Regions from separate parts of the Mus musculus genome. Here regions 1 and 2 are each linked to region 3. Evidence: chromatin contacts called from public HiChIP or PLAC-seq and promoter capture Hi-C data. All regions are on one chromosome and are shown on one strand. The core of a region is the stretch at or near the end of the contact, and the rest is flanking DNA. Distances in the headings are between cores, read along the strand shown.

What was found. Promoter capture Hi-C pulls out the DNA fragments that hold promoters and counts their contacts. HiChIP or PLAC-seq counts read pairs in DNA pulled down with a chosen protein or histone mark.
Region 1: a promoter capture Hi-C map of hippocampal neurons shows a contact between it and region 3, with 2.4 times the contacts expected there. The contact joins the enhancer-like site here to the promoter of Fam189a1 in region 3. A contact is called at or near these places in 3 of 39 promoter capture datasets (the C10 cell line and hippocampal neurons), 4 of 484 Hi-C or Micro-C datasets (cortical neurons, nephron progenitors and stem cell-derived neural progenitor cells) and 2 of 115 datasets of contacts at active chromatin or transcription factors (embryonic forebrain and large pre-B cells).
Region 2: an H3K4me3 HiChIP or PLAC-seq map of forebrain shows a contact between it and region 3, with 3 times the contacts expected there. The contact joins the enhancer-like site here to the promoter of Fam189a1 in region 3. A contact is called at or near these places in 11 of 39 promoter capture datasets (3T3-L1-derived adipocytes, the C10 cell line, the HPC-7 cell line and 5 more), 8 of 484 Hi-C or Micro-C datasets (cerebellum, cerebral cortex, embryonic stem cells and 4 more), 4 of 115 datasets of contacts at active chromatin or transcription factors (embryonic forebrain, embryonic stem cells, forebrain and 1 more) and 1 of 9 other capture datasets (adipose tissue).

What each region holds. Positions count from the first base shown.
Region 1 is chr7:65,016,798-65,019,732 of GRCm38.p6, reverse strand. All of the region lies in intron 1 of Fam189a1 (family with sequence similarity 189, member A1), which reads left to right. Among named protein-coding and RNA genes, the nearest start is that of Gm32963, 29 kb to the left of the region's middle. Within about 2 kb of position 1,457, at least 12 of the 459 cell types and tissues checked have an H3K27ac peak or open chromatin away from gene starts, as enhancers often do. A contact at or near this core is called in cortical neurons and hippocampal neurons, where this site is marked.
Region 2 is chr7:64,929,580-64,932,584 of GRCm38.p6, reverse strand. The region is part of intron 2 of Fam189a1 (family with sequence similarity 189, member A1); the gene reads left to right. Among named protein-coding and RNA genes, the nearest start is that of Nsmce3, 58 kb to the right of the region's middle. Within about 2 kb of position 1,429, at least 10 of the 459 cell types and tissues checked have an H3K27ac peak or open chromatin away from gene starts, as enhancers often do. A contact at or near this core is called in forebrain, where this site is marked.
Region 3 is chr7:65,154,803-65,158,014 of GRCm38.p6, reverse strand. It overlaps Fam189a1 (family with sequence similarity 189, member A1), which reads left to right and starts at 1,487. Exons shown (of 10, transcript NM_183087.4): 1 at 1,487-1,910. The coding sequence starts at 1,692.

The DNA of each region.
Region 1 (2,935 bases), core at 208-2,707, 140 kb after region 3:
TGAATGGAAAGGAGCATAAAGGAAAGAGATGCCTGTGATCCTTCCTGAGCAGGCACAGACTTTGTCACATTGCACTTGTGTTAGGGTCACAAATCTGTCCTGATACAGATATGTCACGAGTTCAAAGTGTGCTTACTACCCATGACCTCCAGGGCACTATAGGTTTCAACAGCACTGGAGAATGTTTGAATTGTATCCCCTGGGGATCTGCTGGCTCAGTGGGGGCTCTGGCTCACTGCTGCTACTCCACATCTTAAGAATTCATTATACTACCTATCTTTAGTCCAAGAAAAGACAAAGTTCATAACCCAGTATGGTTTCTACTGAGTACTTAATCAAGTCTGCACTGTCATTCAGAAGAGAATAATTAAGTGGAACCATTTGAAGTCAGGGTAAGCTGTATTAGATTGTGGTTACTCACTATGTGGAAAGGAAAATGTAGCTTAAAGGTTGAGTTAACTAAGGTTGGTTGTGGTGTATCCTACTGAATTCAGTTCACTCCTGTCCGTGATTCTGGATATGGCATACAGTCTCAGCCCTAAGTGCCGACTCTGGGTCCAGTGTGCTGGCTCAGGTGGATAGCTTGGGTTCTGGTAAGAACCTTGGGCATGATTGACACATCATGCTGGGAGAATATGATGAGAACATAGACGACAACCAATGATTAACCTTGGGTTCCCCATTGGAGACTGATGCCCAGGAATGTGTCAGAAGCCAAAAATGGACCACAGTGGAACTGGCCAATTCTAAGCTTTCATGATTAGTTAAAGATCCCTGATAGCAGTTAGGAGAAGCCACAGCTGACACCAGGAAGTAGAAGTATGTGAACTGAGGCTGGTTCTGAGACAGCCCCTCCAGCTCCTGCATGTGTGTACTGCAGTGGTGTTCACAGCCCACCCTGGGTGCTATGTGAACACCAGCTCTCACACCCCTCCATAGCAGTGATGCCTGCTGGAACAAGTGACCAGATATGGGCTGAAGTGGCAAGTGAGAGAGAAGTTCGGGTGGGAAATAACTCACTTGTCCTAAGATATAACATGGTGCAAGAAGAGGCATTGGGGCATCTGTCCAGGCAAAAAACCCAGAGGTGATGCTCAGAAGGAGACTGAGACTGTGAGAAGGCATCAATGGAGAGGGTTGGTGAACAGCGGGCTGAAAAATAACAGAAAAATAAATGCAATGGTTCTGACCTGACTTGCGTGGGCAGGGAGGGCCTGGGATGTTGAACCCAATGGCTGTGCCCAGGACCAGACATGCAGCTTATTGTGGTGCCACGTGAACTGAAGTTGTACATAGAAATGTGCAGGCATTGCCTGGAGTGAACAGAAGTCTTTTAAGTTACAATTAGAGCCACTGCACAGAGAGAACATGTCAGGAATTTTGTGTTTAACGGCCTCACTCTGCCCGTCTGTTGGAAGGTAAGTGTGTTTCACAGTGATACTGCCTGCTACAGCCAGAGAGCCATTTTACAGCAACAAAGGGTGGAATCTCAGCCAATTTGTCATGGTTTTCCTGACTATCAAAATAGCCTGTTCGCACTGAAAGAAAATGCAAATGCATGGCAGGCTGTTATTATTACAGACTCTCTAATCAGAGTGGTCTTGTGTTCATTTCATTAATTTGAAGAATTGAAAAGGAGGCTTCCTACTCCCAGAACGAGAGGCAATTGGATTGATTTCCTCACGTCTGCCTCCCACTCCTGGCCTTTAAAAACTTGTTATCTAAAATTTTGTGTGTGTGGAAATAGGCTTATAAGATTTATTTTGCTTTTCAATTTACTCGTCGCATTCCCTCAAGTGGTTCTGTATACCCTGTACCTGTAGATGCCAGGGAGTATAAGATTCTAACCAAACGAGGGGGTTTACTGCTACTTAAGTCTAAAAATGATTTTTAAAATAAAGGTTCTATATGCTACATCCATTTAGATGTAGAGGGTCCCGAAAAAAGTAATTATTCTTGGAGTTGTTAGTTTTGTTTAAGACTTGCCTATAAAATGCACCTAGAGCCAGTTGTAAGATTTTATCATGAGAGAGTGATTCTCAGCAAGGTCACAGCTGTGAAAGGTGACATAGGTGGAGTCCACTAAAAGCAAGTTCATAAGGAACCTCTGTCATGCTTTGTTCTTTATTTACACAGTAGAGCTATATGGGTTGGGGCTTAGCGGGGAGGAGAATGTTCCAGTAGTTTAGGCATCTGGCACCAAGCCAGAAGGCGAGCTCTAACCCCTACCCCTGTTACTGCTCACGTGGCTTATTCAGGTTTCGTGACCTGTTCCAGATCTTTTGTTTATCATCTTCAGAATACTGAGTTGTTGTAATGGTTTGTCCTCCATCGCATCCTTGTGAGGATGGAGTGAGCAAGGAAACAGTTTGGTACACAGTGAGTACCAACAACCCATTAATACAATTAATACAACTTGGGACAGTTGTATTTTGGAGCAAGCAACAGAAGCCAGCTTCAGTAGACTTCTACAAAGGGGAGCTGCAGCTAGGCACTGGGGAGGGCGGAACTCTTGCAGGCAGGAAAGGACAACCCAGAGACCATGAGCATTTCCATTCAATACGTTGTTGTCTTCCCTTCACTTCCTTTACCATATCCAAGACTCAGCATGGTCGATGGCTCTTTGTGGGGAGGGGAGGATCTCCAGGAAAAGTTAAAGCTAATTAGATTGGGCTTGGTGGTACAATGATGCAGATTGGGCTTGGTGGTACAATGATGTAGATTGGGCTTGGTGGTACAGAGATGACTGATGCCACAGCTTCCACAGCTTTTTCTAGCTTCTCTTTGTACTCTCTCATCCTCTCTCCCATTCTGTTCTCCCTCCATCTGTCCATTCACTCACCCATCCATTTGCCCATCTACCTACCCAGCCACACATGTATCTGTATTCATTAGAATGCTGCTGTGGGCCAGGCCTTCTCTAGCTTCTGGAGAT
Region 2 (3,005 bases), core at 180-2,679, 230 kb after region 3:
CCCTCCCTCCTTCCCTCCCTTCCTCTCTTGACAGGATCTCACACTGTAATCCACACTGGCATGGGATTTGCTGTGTAGCCAGACCATTGTTGCTCCTCCTGCCTCAGCCTCCCAGAGCTGGGATTACAGATGTGAGCCACACACCAGGCTTTGCGTTGCCTGGTTTTTTTTGTTGTTGTTTTGTTTTTCTTGTTTGTTTGTTTTTTGTTTTTTCATCTGGTCCACCCCCCACCCCCCACCCCAGGGCAAGAAGAGGAGCCTAGCAACTCCCTGTGACCTTTGTGTGAGCCTAGCATTGGCATACATTAGACTAAGGCACATTTTCTGTTGGTTATTAGTAGTTTTATCCTAGCGAACCATAGATTATCATCACATTGACTGTGCAAATTGTTGACATATGTCATCTGTGCTTTAGTGCCACTGAGCCAGCGCTCCTCACCCAGGCCTAACAGAGGTGATGGCTGACAGTGTCAAAAGAACTTAGTGAAATGCAGTTTTGTTCTGGGGCAATACCATGTTCCTCTCCTTAGACACCCAACTATCCACCTCTACTGCCTCAGGTGGATTCATGCTGCATGACTGGCATTGGGCACCATGTAGTTTCTACTTCCCTGCTTTAAGATCTGGGTAGGCCACGCTACTAGCCACTGCCCTTGTTTCCTTGGATCTGTGGATAAAAGACACACACTCACATAGCTCATTTTTAACCTGCTTTAGAGCCATAAGGCAGCAATTGGGCTCTTCTAAGCCTCCCGTGGCTAGCATTCCCTTCTCTCTGGTACTCCTGGCTAAATACCTTAAATCTGCCCGCAACTTAGTTGTAGTGAAACCTGGACTTTTGTTCTATCAGGCACCAGTCCCCATCCCTGAGATCCCTGGGTTACCAGGAACTTGACATATGAATGCTCTATTTCTGGCTTAGGTAGTTCTGCCGCCATGAGAAGATGGCACGTGCACAGGTGAATAGCTTGTCTTAGCCCAGCTGCTCAGCTTGTCTTCTTGGTATGTTAGTACCATGCTGTCACTGATGGGCGTGGTATGCCAGCATTAATGCTGTACGTTCCTGTTCAGATGTCATCTGGGAAGCCTCTAGTTGTCTAGATTGTTCTTAGGGTGGTAAGATGCCCAACCTGCAGTGCTGGGTCTTCCCTGCGTGCTCAGAGGGCCTGTTTTTCAGAAGGCATATGCCAGCTGGTGATCAGCATGCCCGATGCAAACTGAGAAGCAACCCCTCTTTGGTGTGGCTAAAAACCACACGCTAACATTTTTTTCTTCCTACATCAAGCAAGCAAACGTTACATTAAGCCCATTCATTTGGACTGAAACTCATCTCCTCTGTGAATTAATTTGATTCAGGGATGAAATCAGGGCAGTTGACAGCTCACTGGCATGCTGTAGGTGTTGTGAAAATACAGTACTTGTGCTCAGCCCTGGGGATTGGAGCAGCCAGCATCCACTTATTTATAAAAGCAGCTTACAGGGAGGTAGAGTGGGACTGTGGGAGATATTTATGCTTTGTGATTGCTGTTTGGACTTCTAAAATAAACGTCATCTTCTAGAGCAGTTTCACATGTATGGGAAACTAGGGTGGCTGTCTAAAGTATGCCCTGGGTTTCCTCCACTGGTCACATCTTGGATTTGGGCAGTGCATTTATGAAAGTTAATAAGCCAGTGCTAATGCAGCATTATTAATTCAAGCCCACAGTTAACTCATAGTTCTTTAGTGTATGCCCAGATCTCATCCAGGATGCCGCGTTAGGGGTTGAATCTGGTATGACCCCACATCCCTCTACCCTCCTTCACCACCTCCCTTCTCTTCTTCTCCCAACCTCTCCCTTCCTCTCCCTTCCTTTCTGTCTCCCTCCCCCATCCCTCTCCCTCCTTATCCTTCTCCCTTTCTTCCCCCCTCTCACTTTCCTTCTCTCTCTCTCTCTCTCTCTCTCTCTCTCTCTCTCTCCCTCTCTCTCTCTCTCTCCTTTCACCTCCCACTCCCTCTCCTTTTCTCTCTCCCTTCTTCCTTGTCTCCTTCCTCCTCCCTTCCTTCTCCTGTCCCTCTCCCCTCCTCTCTCCTCTCCCTCTACTCCTTATCTCTCTCCTCCCCTTACCCCCTCCCCTTCCCCTCCTCAGTTTGATGTTTGGCTCCTGTATTCAATGGAGTTTGGAGGAAAAACTACAGGGGAAAACGCCATCCTCATCCCATAATTTCATGGGCTCACAGTGTCATGATGCACAGTAAAGTCTGGAGGTTGATCTTGCTCACATGGTGGACGGAATGGTACTAAGATATCTCTGGGAAAGGTTAACCTTCTTCTATTTGTGCTCTTTTACTCAATGTTTATTCAACATTGCTTTATATTGTTGAATTTATTTCCATTCAACTCCTGTGCCATGCTAATACAGTTCCAGCATTGCTAGGCTGTTGACCTTTGGTGTAGTGTGTGTGTGTGCGTGTGTGTGTGTGTGTGTGCGTGTGCGTGTTGGGAATTGAACCCAGGATCTCCCCTGTGCTAGGCAAATGTATTCCCAATCCATCTCATCATTTCTTTACTTTCTAGTATTAAAATACATCCTGGCTCATCTTGTTTCCCACCAAGCTCCTGAGCAAATCAGCTGTTTCCCCTAGGAGGCTCGGAGGCTCAGTTCTGGATTTCTTTTGTTGGAGAACACTGTTGAGAAACCTGGGTGCTGGCCTATGAGTATGTTTTGAGTTCTTTGCTTCTAGGTCTCCTCAGTTGACAAAATTAGAAAATGTATGTTCTTATCAACACTATATACTTTTTATTAGATATTTTCTTTATTTACATTTCAAATGTTATCCCCTTTCCTAGTTACCCCTCTGAAAACCCCCCATACCCTACCCTCTACCCCTGCTTACCAACCCACCCACTCCCGCTTCCTGGCCCTGCCATTCCCCTATACTGGGGCATAGAACCTTCACAGGACCAAGGGCCTCTCCTCCCTTGAGGAGACCAACTAGGCCATCCTCTGCTACATATGCAGCTAGA
Region 3 (3,212 bases), core at 238-2,737:
TAAGCTAAGTAATTTGCTCATTTGTAATGCCGATTATCTCTCTTTTGATGTCTTAGAGGCAAGGCTTCTGTCTGGTTTTTGTTTGCTGAGGTACTTACCTCTAAGAGCCTTAAATGGGTGGCTTCTGCTTAGACCCCCTAGTCTGAGCCGGTTTTCAGAAGAATGCCTGAATGGGCGAGGGAGGTGAGGGCAGTCGAGTATCACGCTTTGATATTGTTTCAAGCACTGACAAAAATGCTTCCTGAGAACTTCTAGATAGAAAATACCTCCAGGAAATTGGAATTTGTACTAGGGCGCTCTAAACACCTGGCCAGAGGCTTATTTCATTTTATAAAGAACTGGGAGAGACGACAGCAGTTGGCCACGGGCCAATATTTGGAGGTCATCCACTTTATCCTGGGATTCCCACCCTCTCTCTCTTCATCCCTTGGCCATCCAGTTAAATTGGAAAATAAATCCCATCCCTGGTAAGGTGTTGGCTGATAAAGGCTGAGCTATTGCCCCTTCAAGGGGAATTTGCATTTTAATAGGGGCTCGTCAAGCCCCAAAGGAATCAATATCTCTAACGCTGAAATTTCAAGCACCAGCAATTGAGATATTTTCGGGAGGACACTGTTCGGTATTTCCAATCCAATGGGGCGGGGGTTGAGGGGGAGGAGGCAGACAGGGATGGAGGACTCCATAAGTCCTGCCAAGAGGTCATGGAAGAATGACCTTTGAATTTCATCTTTTGCAACTTTCCTTTTCGGCCAGTCCTTCATACTTCCGACCCTGCAGACTCCATTCAACACTGATAGGCTTAAAGTTGTCCCATCAACAGGACCACAAAAGGCATTGGGACAACCGAATTTCCAGGTTTCCTTGCAATTTCAAGGAAGCCAATCATTAAATCTGGGGGCAAGAGGGAGTATAGGCTGTTTAATACAACCTCCATTTACATTTGCTCTTGTATACTGTTTTAAAGGCTAAACTTGGGACTTGTTTTATAAAACGCCCCGCAAAGGAGAAGTGGATAGAAGGCAGCTGCTTGCCCCAGGGGTGTCCTAGGTGGCTTCTAGGGTGATTCTGCACGAAGGCGGCTAGGCTTATTAACTGGAGGTCGCCACGCCTGGGGCTCAGCGCAGGAAATCGACATCCAAGCCCTTTCAGAGCCTCAGGTCCCACAACCCCGCTCCCACGCCTTGGCCAAAGGGTCCTCTCGGAGTCCTCTGTCCTTGCCGGTGTCCAGGCTCCGTCCGTCCTCTCCCCAGTATCCGACTCGGCCCAGGAGGAGGCACCAACGCGGAGGACACACCCGCGACCTCTCCTGCTCCCTGCCTTGTCCCCCCCTTCGGCTTCGGTTCCCTCCCGGGCCCCGGCGCACAGCGGCTAGGCTCGCTCCCGAAGCCCGCGGCGGCTCGCGCCCGGCACGGCGGCTCGCGCCCGCGCTCGGCCAGGGGAGCGCGCGGACGGGCGGGCGAGCGGGAGAGGGCGCAGCGCGGCCGGCGGGCCCTGCGCAGCGGCGGTGGCATGGGCGCGGGCACCGGTGCGGGCTGCGGGCGCCCGGCTCTCCGCCCGGCCCGAGCCGCTCGCGTCGGCCGCGCGCCGCAGCCTCTGCTGCTGCCCGCGGGGAGGCGGTCCCCGCAGCCAGCGCAACTTGCCCCGGCGCCTCGGTGAGAGGAGCGCAGCGCGGAGAGAGCTTGCGGGACGAGATGCCTCCGGCCGGCGGCCCCCGCACACCGCGTCCGCACGCGCTGCCCCGCAGCCTGTCCCGCCTGCGCGAGTGCCCGGGCCGTTCCCGCATCGTGCTGGCTCTCGGGGCCACGCAGATGGCGCTCGGATGCCTCATCGTGGCCGTGAGCTTCGCGGCGCTGGCTCTCACCACCTCCGCCCGCGTGCGCCACTCCTGCCCTTTCTGGGCCGGCTTCTCGGTGAGTGTCTGCGGCGGCGGCGCGGGCTGGGACCCGGAGCTGCAGTGGCGGGGGACGCGGCCGGCGCCGAGTGGGGGAGCGGACGCCCGGGTCTGGCAGCTGCGGCTCGGCTAGCAGTTTCCAAGTCCGGGCCGGGGAACTCCGGGGACCGCCGCGCGTCGCGCTGCCGCTCCAAAGCGTTGCGCCCGGAGTTACTTTTCTGAGGGGAAAACAGCCAGGCGCCCTCCCTTCGCCACCTGGTGGGTAGCAGTCGGTGGCTGGTGCCTGCCTGGGACAACTGCCCGGATCCCCACTCGCCGCCGATGACCGACCCGGGCAGCGGGCGACTGTGACCAAGGCGGCACGGGGGCGCCCGAGCCCGGTGCAGTACCCGCTGTGCACGGCTCCCTTCGCTGCGGTTCTCGCCGGGGGCGCGCAGGGCTGTGGGTCAGTCTGGAGAGGACCGACTGGTCCCCGCTCTGGCACCTCCCGGACGCAGGGACATCTTGTTTCCCCTTAAGCCCAGGACGGTCTGGCTGGACCTGCTGGAGATCCGGAGTCAGGAGCGTGCTATTTAAAATCCAGATTGATTTTCGGGTTCTTGACCCTCAAATGTTTCCTCCAGCAAACATTTATTAAAGAAGCCATTGGTTCGAGATGATTTTCTTTTCTTTTCTTTTCTTTTCTTTTCTTTTCTTTCTTTCTTTCTTTCTTTCTTTCTTTCTTTCTTTTTTTTTTTTTTTTGGTATTTTGTATTGTTTTGGTGAAAGTTGCTTATATTCTGTATTAATAAAGCATGGACATATGGGAATAGGGATAAATGTGGCACGGGTATTTATAACGATGGGCACTTGTTTCGAGAACTCTTGACATCTGTAACTACATTTGGTCAGTGGTGCACAAATACATTACAGTGAACCTTCTGCGTTTAAATTCCGCTTACGAAGACCCAAAACAAGCCTTGGCAATCAATGCTCGTCGTTTGTTCTTAACTTTTGTAATTAAAAAAAAAAAAAAAAAGTCCAGTCCTGCATGGCTTTTATTTATTTATTTAGTTTGGAATGGCCTTTGTTCTGGCAAGTTCCTTGTCTGGTTTAAAATGAGATCTTAGCCAAACTACCCTGGAAACAAGGATCGATACAGGTGTGGCTGTTCATCCAAATGGGGGTATTAATTTTCAAAGCTTATTTCAGACAGGGGTGGGGACTCATCTGGGAGAGCAGAATAGGAAGGCAGAACGTGTGGTCACAGCTCCCAGTGTTCAGATCGATGAGAGGAGGTGGGAGGCAGCCTCCAGGGAGCCGTGGTCCAAACCCGCCCCTA